Linked DNA regions of Capra hircus: region 2 is linked to region 1. A link is a contact called in public Hi-C data. All regions are on one chromosome and are shown on one strand. The core of a region is the stretch at or near the end of the contact, and the rest is flanking DNA. Distances in the headings are between cores, read along the strand shown.

Evidence for each region. Hi-C and Micro-C count contacts between places; a contact is called where the count stands out from the background.
Region 2: a contact with region 1 is called in a Hi-C map of blood, with 5 times the contacts expected there. The contact joins the promoter of GRAMD1B here to the enhancer-like site in region 1. A contact is called at or near these places in 4 of 5 Hi-C or Micro-C datasets (blood and liver).

What each region holds. Positions count from the first base shown.
Region 1 is chr15:48,242,407-48,246,014 of ARS1.2, reverse strand. It overlaps GRAMD1B (GRAM domain-containing protein 1B), which reads left to right. Exons shown (of 20, transcript XM_018059627.1): 2 at 2,310-2,387. Among named protein-coding and RNA genes, the nearest start is that of GRAMD1B, 60 kb to the left of the region's middle. Within about 2 kb of position 1,289, at least 2 of the 5 cell types and tissues checked have an H3K27ac peak or open chromatin away from gene starts, as enhancers often do.
Region 2 is chr15:48,302,919-48,306,469 of ARS1.2, reverse strand. It overlaps GRAMD1B (GRAM domain-containing protein 1B), which reads left to right and starts at 1,915. Exons shown (of 20, transcript XM_018059627.1): 1 at 1,915-2,256. The coding sequence starts at 2,192.

The DNA.
Region 1 (3,608 bases), core at 40-2,539:
TCCCACTGGTGATCTATTTTATATATGATGGAGTACATGGTTTTTTTTTTTTTTTTTTTTGAGTACATGTTTTTAAAGGGCAGGTCAAATGACGAGTAGCCATTCCATAGGGAATGAGTGGCGAAAAAAGTGCTCTGTGTACACACTTTTTTCTGCTAGGCAACTGGAAGCTTCGTATGTGGCGCTTTTCTGATTTCTGGCATGTGTGTGTGTTGTGCGTGTGTGTGTATTTGAAAATGTGTTGTAAATTGCTTCTGAGTTCATTTACTTCTTGCTGAAAGATGGGATCATGAGAGCATGGTTATAAAATCACTTCTATGATGGAAAGTGTGCAGGCACTGCGACAAGCACTTACCCTGTAAGATCGTTCAGAGTTTGCTGTCTGCTGCGGATCTAGTCTAAGGAATATACGGTGTAGAGATCAGTGCTTTTTATGGCTGTAAACTATCCAGCAGAACAAGGGAACAATATTGGTCCTACTGGGCCTGGGTTAGAGTGACATGTATGGTAATAACAATTTATTATCAATAGAATTTATACAAAACAGGGGTTTGCTAACATTTTCTGTAAGGGGTCATACAGTAAATATTTAGGTTTTGTGGGACTAATGGCCTCATTGCTGCACTTAATTCAGTTCTGCCTTAACCTACACAGCTCCGCCCTTGTAGCAAGAGCAGTCCTGATTACTATGTAAATGTATGAGGGTGGCTGTGTTCCAGTAAACCTGTATTTATGACATATAATTTTGAATTTCATGTAATTTTCATGTGTCATGAAATATTATTATCATTAAAAAAACTTTTTTAAAATTCCCAACCGTTTAAAAAAGCAAGCACCATTCTTAGACTGCGGGGGCTCCAGATTTGGCCAGGGGGCCATGGCTTAAGGACTCTTGATTAGATACCTGGAGTACTTAATAATTAGCAGTTAATACAAATGACTGATCACCAGCTTTAGGTTCAGCTAGTATCGTAAAATGTCCAAACAGCCTTTCTTTCTCTTGAGTAAGATAAATGACTATTGGATTACACATAACTTTAAGTGTCATGGTATGTGCACTGTTTGGAAGAGAATTTCCAGACAGAGGCAGAATGAGAGATTAGAGTTTATTGCTCTTTGAACAGCTGACCAGCTCATGGTTCAGCTGAACAGCTGAACCCCTTTCACAGGCTAGTAGCCAGTTTTTATAGCCTTGATGCTTTCGAATTGTGGTGGTGGAAAAGACTTCAGAGTCCCCCGGACAGCAAGGAGATCAAACCAGTCAGTCCTAAAGGAAATCAACCCCGAACAGTCACTGGAAGGACTGATGCTGAAGCTGAAGTTCCAGGACTTTCCCGACCTGATGTAAAGAGCCAGCTTATTGGAAAAGACCCTGAAGCTGGGAAAGATTGAGGGTAGGAGAAGGGGGCCGCAGAGGATGAGATGGTTAGATAGCATCACCAACTCAATGGACGTGAATTTGAGCAAACTCTGGGACATAGTGAAGGACAGGGAGGCCTGGCATGCTGCAGGTCACAGGATTGCAGAGTCAAGACACAGCTTAGCAACTGAATAGCAACAAGGCAGAGAATACTCCTACTGGAAGGGTGGATAATAGGGTGGGTATTTTACCTAATTCGGAGTCTAGGACCTAGCAGGTTTAGATCCGGAGGCTCTTGGCAACAGTTGCTACGGGGCTTAGGTAATTCTGGAGATTTTCATCTTGTGACCTTAGTGTAGGGCTCCACAGTATGCACTTTAAGAACTCTGTGAACTGAAGCTCCTTAATCATCATGCTTCCAGGGCTTTAAGGAGTGGAGAAACTCCACCTTCTAATTCCTCTGCTCACCCTCCTTGCCGGCTCTCCCAGGAGGCAAAGAATCCTGCCAGGTGGCCCCAGGCTCCATCAGGTCTCAAGTCTTTGTCCTGCTGGAATTCCTCTCTCCCCCACCACCCCCTCCCCTTCCTGCCCTATCGGCTGTGCCCGCACCTGTGGGTCTCAGGTGAAGAATGGGATTGTTACCCTCTCCTGCAGATCTAGAGGCCCAGGGACAGAGAATGCCAGAGGCACTTGCTCCTTGACACTGGCCTGGGAAGAGCCAGGTAATAGGTCAGGATCTTCCCGGGAGCTTAAGGTAGGATGGGTGGGGTTTTCAGAAGGTCTCAGTTCCACTGCCTACCAGTTATGTCCTCTGTGTCAACTTCCACGGCAGGGGGAGGGAACGTGTACCTTTAAAATGTTGTAACCCTGTTTCCCTGGAGTCTTGGCGCTTACCCCAGGGTTGAGAAAGGAGGCGAACGTTAACCGTTCACATCCTGTCTTTCCGCAGCAGCCAGCAGAGCAGCCAGCAGAGCAGCCATGACGATGACTCCAGCAGGTTCCTGAGTCCTCGCGTGCGGGAAGAAAGGTGAGATCGCGTGGCTGGGGAGGACGGGAGGCCAGCGATGACGGGGGACGGGGAAGATGTTTGAGGAAGATCAAGTTTCTGCCAGAAGCGAGAACCACGAGAAACTGCAGAGAAACAGAAGCTGGCCTGACCTCTGTGCTCCAGCACGGGTCAGAAAGAACACTACCCCCTCTACCTGAGAGGGCACTGGTTCCAAAGGCTTTTGGTGCTCAGCAGAGGGAGAAGTCAGTGTGTGGAAACCAAGTCTGTTGGGAAGATGTTGGAGCGGGACCTGAGGTGCCCTGTAAAGGTTGGGAGTGCTGTGGATCTGGAGAGGGAAAGGGTGTTTCCAAGCCTGAGAAAAACGGCATGGCCTGGGATGGTGCGTGTGTGTATTCAGAGTGGTACCTGAAAGCTGGGTTTGCCTCTTGCTGGGTGTCAACCAAAAGATACTGCCAAGTCAAAGATCCAGAGAAGGGGATTTATGCTAAAGCTAGGGGTACATGCATATTCATGCAGGCGCTTGAATGGAGGAGAATTCAGCATAGAATTGGGACAAAGGTCAACAGAGTTCAGGCTCTAGTTGAAAGAAGTCAGGAGGGTCCTTCCATCCTCCACTTGGGTGGAGGTCTCAGTTCCTGCAGAGCTTGTACACTTGTGTCAGGTGATTATGTGCAGTCCTTGACGGGGAGCGGGGGGGGGGGGGGAGGGGGGTGGCGGGGGGGGGGTGGCGGGGGGGGGGAGGGGGGGCAACTAGGACTGTGTTTCCTGACTGATTTTCCTTTGTCCCTGTCTTCCCTTACTTCTCTTAAGCTTCTTGAATCACAGAATGGCTTCTCTTAACGTCAAGAAAGCCATTTCTGGGCCCCCAGGGTGCTTGGTGGTAAAGAAGCCACCTACCGTGCAGGAGGCACAGGCGATTGAGGTTTGATTCCTGGGGTGGGAAGATCCCCTGGAGGAGGAAATGGCAACTCACTCCCATGTTCTTGCCTGGAAAATTCCAGGAACAGAGGAGCCTGGCAGGCTACATACAGTCCATGGGGTCACAAAAAGAGTCAAGATACAACAGAACACGCATGCTTTAGAGGCTGGGACCTTCTCTTTAGATTTAGAAAGCTTTATGTCTCTTGCTATAGTTCTCAGTTCTGTGCTTATTACTAGCCATGATTGACAGTTCAGCTCATCAATTTAGGTGGAGGCATGGGGCACCCCTGGTGGCTCAGATGGTAAAGAATCTGCCTG
Region 2 (3,551 bases), core at 666-3,165, 60 kb before region 1:
TTACTGTGTTTCTGGACCCACCTGCTCGGTAATTAATAGGTTAAGTTCATTTTTATACCACAATAAACAGGCTATCAAAGGCAGCCAACAGAGAGAGGCACTTCTTGAACCAAGTTCCTTATCTATAAAATGTGGGGGTTGGTTTCTTCTAAGTATTTTTTCCGATTTGCAACTCAAATGGAATGAGTAGTCACTTAAGAAGAAGTCACTTAAGGGAAATTAAATTGTGACTTAACGTTGGCCTTATAATCAAGATGGGCAGACATTCTTTGGACGGGAAACCACGGCAGAGAATGGTTATTTTCTGGAGCGCAGGGCAGCTCCAGAGCTCAGGAGGGCCTGGGCTTCCCACACAGGGAAGCTGCCCTGTCTGCAGATCTTTGGAAGAGAGTAGGATGAATTCCTTTCTTGCAGGAATGGTTAAACTGAGGCCCTCACCAGTAACTGAGGAAGAACTGATTAAACTCTTTTTCAGGGTGTTTTCTTAAGAGTTGATAGGTAAGCAGCTGTTTCCAAGTGCATTCTGGTTCCTTCCTTTAATGGCTCTCCAGAGATCCACAGTCCAAACACCCTTACCTAAGAAACCTGAGCTTTTAGTTAATCAGAAACGAATGTTCTGGGTGGAGAGTGTTATCCTCCCAGGTGCCTTCTCCTGAGATCTCTTATGTGATGCAGGCTGAGTGCAGTGATGATCTCAGGGAAGGAACGACCGCAGTCAGAGCTGTCCCAAGGGACACTGCAGGGCTGCAGTGGATCGTGTTCTTCAGCCTCCGTTTCTCTAGAAGCGCAGGCGATCCCCAGAGAGCATGTGTGGGAAGCTAACTGGGTGCCTCCTCAGACCTCTCCCCTACACCCCCGTCACTGCCCCACCCACCATATTTTCACTCTCGGACATTCACTGAGCAGGTACACCGTGTGGAACAGTGAGCTTTGAAACAGGATGACAGAGATGAAGAGGGCAGAAATCTTGCCTTGATGACGATACAGTCTGAGGGAGGTGGGATGTGGAAAATGCATGCCAGTAATTATGACATGGTGTGGAAAAAGAGGTGTTGCAAAACAGTGTGGGTAAAGTGCACCGAGGGTTTTTTTTAATATACATGTACCCAAGTAAGTGAAGTGAAGGTCGTTCAGTCGTGTCTGACTCTTGGCGACCCCATGGACTATACAGTCCATGGAATTCTCCAGGCCAGAATACGAAGTGGGTAGCCTTTCCCTTCTCCAGAGGGTCTTCCCAACTCAGGGATCCAACCCAGGTCTCCCGCATTGCAGGCAGATTCTTCACCAGCTGAGCCACAAGGGAAGCCCATATACAAGTAAGGATTGATTTAAATGAGTGTGGAGGACATTCTCAAAAAAGAAAAGGAGAAGAAGTCATAAAAGAACAATTAGAAGAACACGTATGGGCTTTTTCCAGAACCTCAGAACCTCTGGGATACTATCAGCCTTCAACCTGCAAGGGCCCTCCAGTGTCGTCTGGTCTCAACCTCAGTGCAAGAACGTGGTCAGTCTCTGCTTGCTTACCTCCCCTGATGGGAAACTCACCATTTGTTTTTGGTTGAGCAGTGTCTGGTTACTTAAGGAAGTGGGGAGAATTGCTCGTGTGTGTGTGTGTGTGTGTGTGTGTGCAAAAGAGAGATACAGAAAGAGAGAGAAGGACAGAGAGAGGGAAGAAACAAAAGGGGAGAGTGAGAAAGAGGCAGGGAAGAAACAAAAGGGGAGAGTGAGAAAGAGGCGGGGAAGGAATCTAGGTTTTTAGTATCCTGGTGGGACCCTTCCTGTAGGACAGTGGGACCATGAGCACTGACTGGTTGTTCTTTGGTTAAGCTGGGGAGATTTTATTTTGGCGGGCATGAAGCCTACTGTCCTGGTTCCAAGGTCCAAGGGTGCAGGGGTGAACTTGCACGGAATGAGATCATGTGAGCCAGCCTTCAAGAACCTAGACTTTGCCCTGGCTGACAAGATTGAAACCATTGCCTTCCAAAGTCCTGAAAACAAGTTAGATCTACCTTTGGAAGCTAAATTAGAACACAAAGATCACAGAGAACTTACTTTTAAAAGCCTTTAGTGTTTGCTAAGCTACCATTTCAGCAGGTGGTGGCCAGCCTCGTTTTAAGCAAACTTAGTGGAGCCTGGAGTTGTTGTGCGTAGGTCCCGCTTAGAGTGTTGGGTGGACAGATCTCAGTGATGGATGCCTCCAGGCACCTGTAGAGCCCTGCTGACCCACCTCAGATCTACAAGTGGACTTCGTAACAGGTAACGGGTGTTAGAGACACTTGGGTACCAGTTAGGAATTAGGACATCGTTCGCTGCAAATGAGAATCTGCTTAGATGGCCTGAACATGCCAAAGAAAAGTATTTCTTGCAAGCACTTCTAGCAAAGCAGGTTCTGCCAAATACTGGGGATAGAGTTTCTTTTTAAAATGTTTAGAATTCAGTAGGAAGGCCCAAGGAAATTGGTATTAGCTTTGTGGTGTGTTTTAGAGAGGAAACAAATAGAAACTGACTGAGTTAGGAAAGCAGAGCGTCTTAGTTTGCAGAATTTCAACCCCAGATATCAATTTATTTACCAGATTGCAAATCAAATGAAAGCCATCACAAAAAATGGCAGAGAGAACCAGTCTGAATAGTGGCTGAAAGTATATTTTTTACAGGAAGTTGAAATAGAGTAATATAGAGGAGTGGAGAAAACACTGGTTTGGGATTCAAACTACTTGGGTTTGAATCATAGCTTGATACCTAAAGTTAATTTCTCTGGGCTTCGTTTTCCACATCTCTAAAATGGGGAAATTGGCACAACCTCAGGATTTTTGTGAGGCTTAATTGAGAAAACAGAGTGCCTGGCTCAAGAAGTTTTGGATCAATCTTCAAATTTTTAGGACATTGGAACATTTCTAATCTATGCTCAGCCGAAACAGATTTTTCATATGGTTCAAGCCATTGTTGTTATCTATTTGCTTTGAAATGAAAGGGTATGAACGTGTACGTTGATTATTTATACACATACTTTTACTAAGTAGTAGTGTTGTTGCAAAGTTGTGTAGACATCAAGTACTATTTAAAATGCATGAGGGGAATTTCCCACATAAAGGGATTCTCTTTGTGTAAAGCATAAAGGCTTTTCCAAAAGTAAATAAACATTGTTATGTCTCTTGTGCAGATCTGATCATTCATGTGTTGAGATCAGTTCTAGCAAGGTATTTGTGTTTAACTTCTTGCTGTCTGTGGGCTTAGGAGAGAAGTAGGTGCGCACAGAATGTGTGTGGACAAAAGCAGCATGAGTATTTGGACTCCTTAGTACCATTTGTATTTTAATTATTCTTTGAGGTCAAAATACAGCCTCCAGAATAACACTGAAAGCAATTAAGGTAGAATTTGACCAAAAGATATTTGATTTACAGAAAGCAATTTCCATTTCAGCTATATGACCTTGGTCCAGGGTTGATCTCACCAATGCCTTAGTTTCTCATCTGTGACCCTGGGTGGGACAGGGCAGAGGAAGAATGGTCCAGATATTTAATGAGATTGGACTAAGTATCTGATGTTTCTTT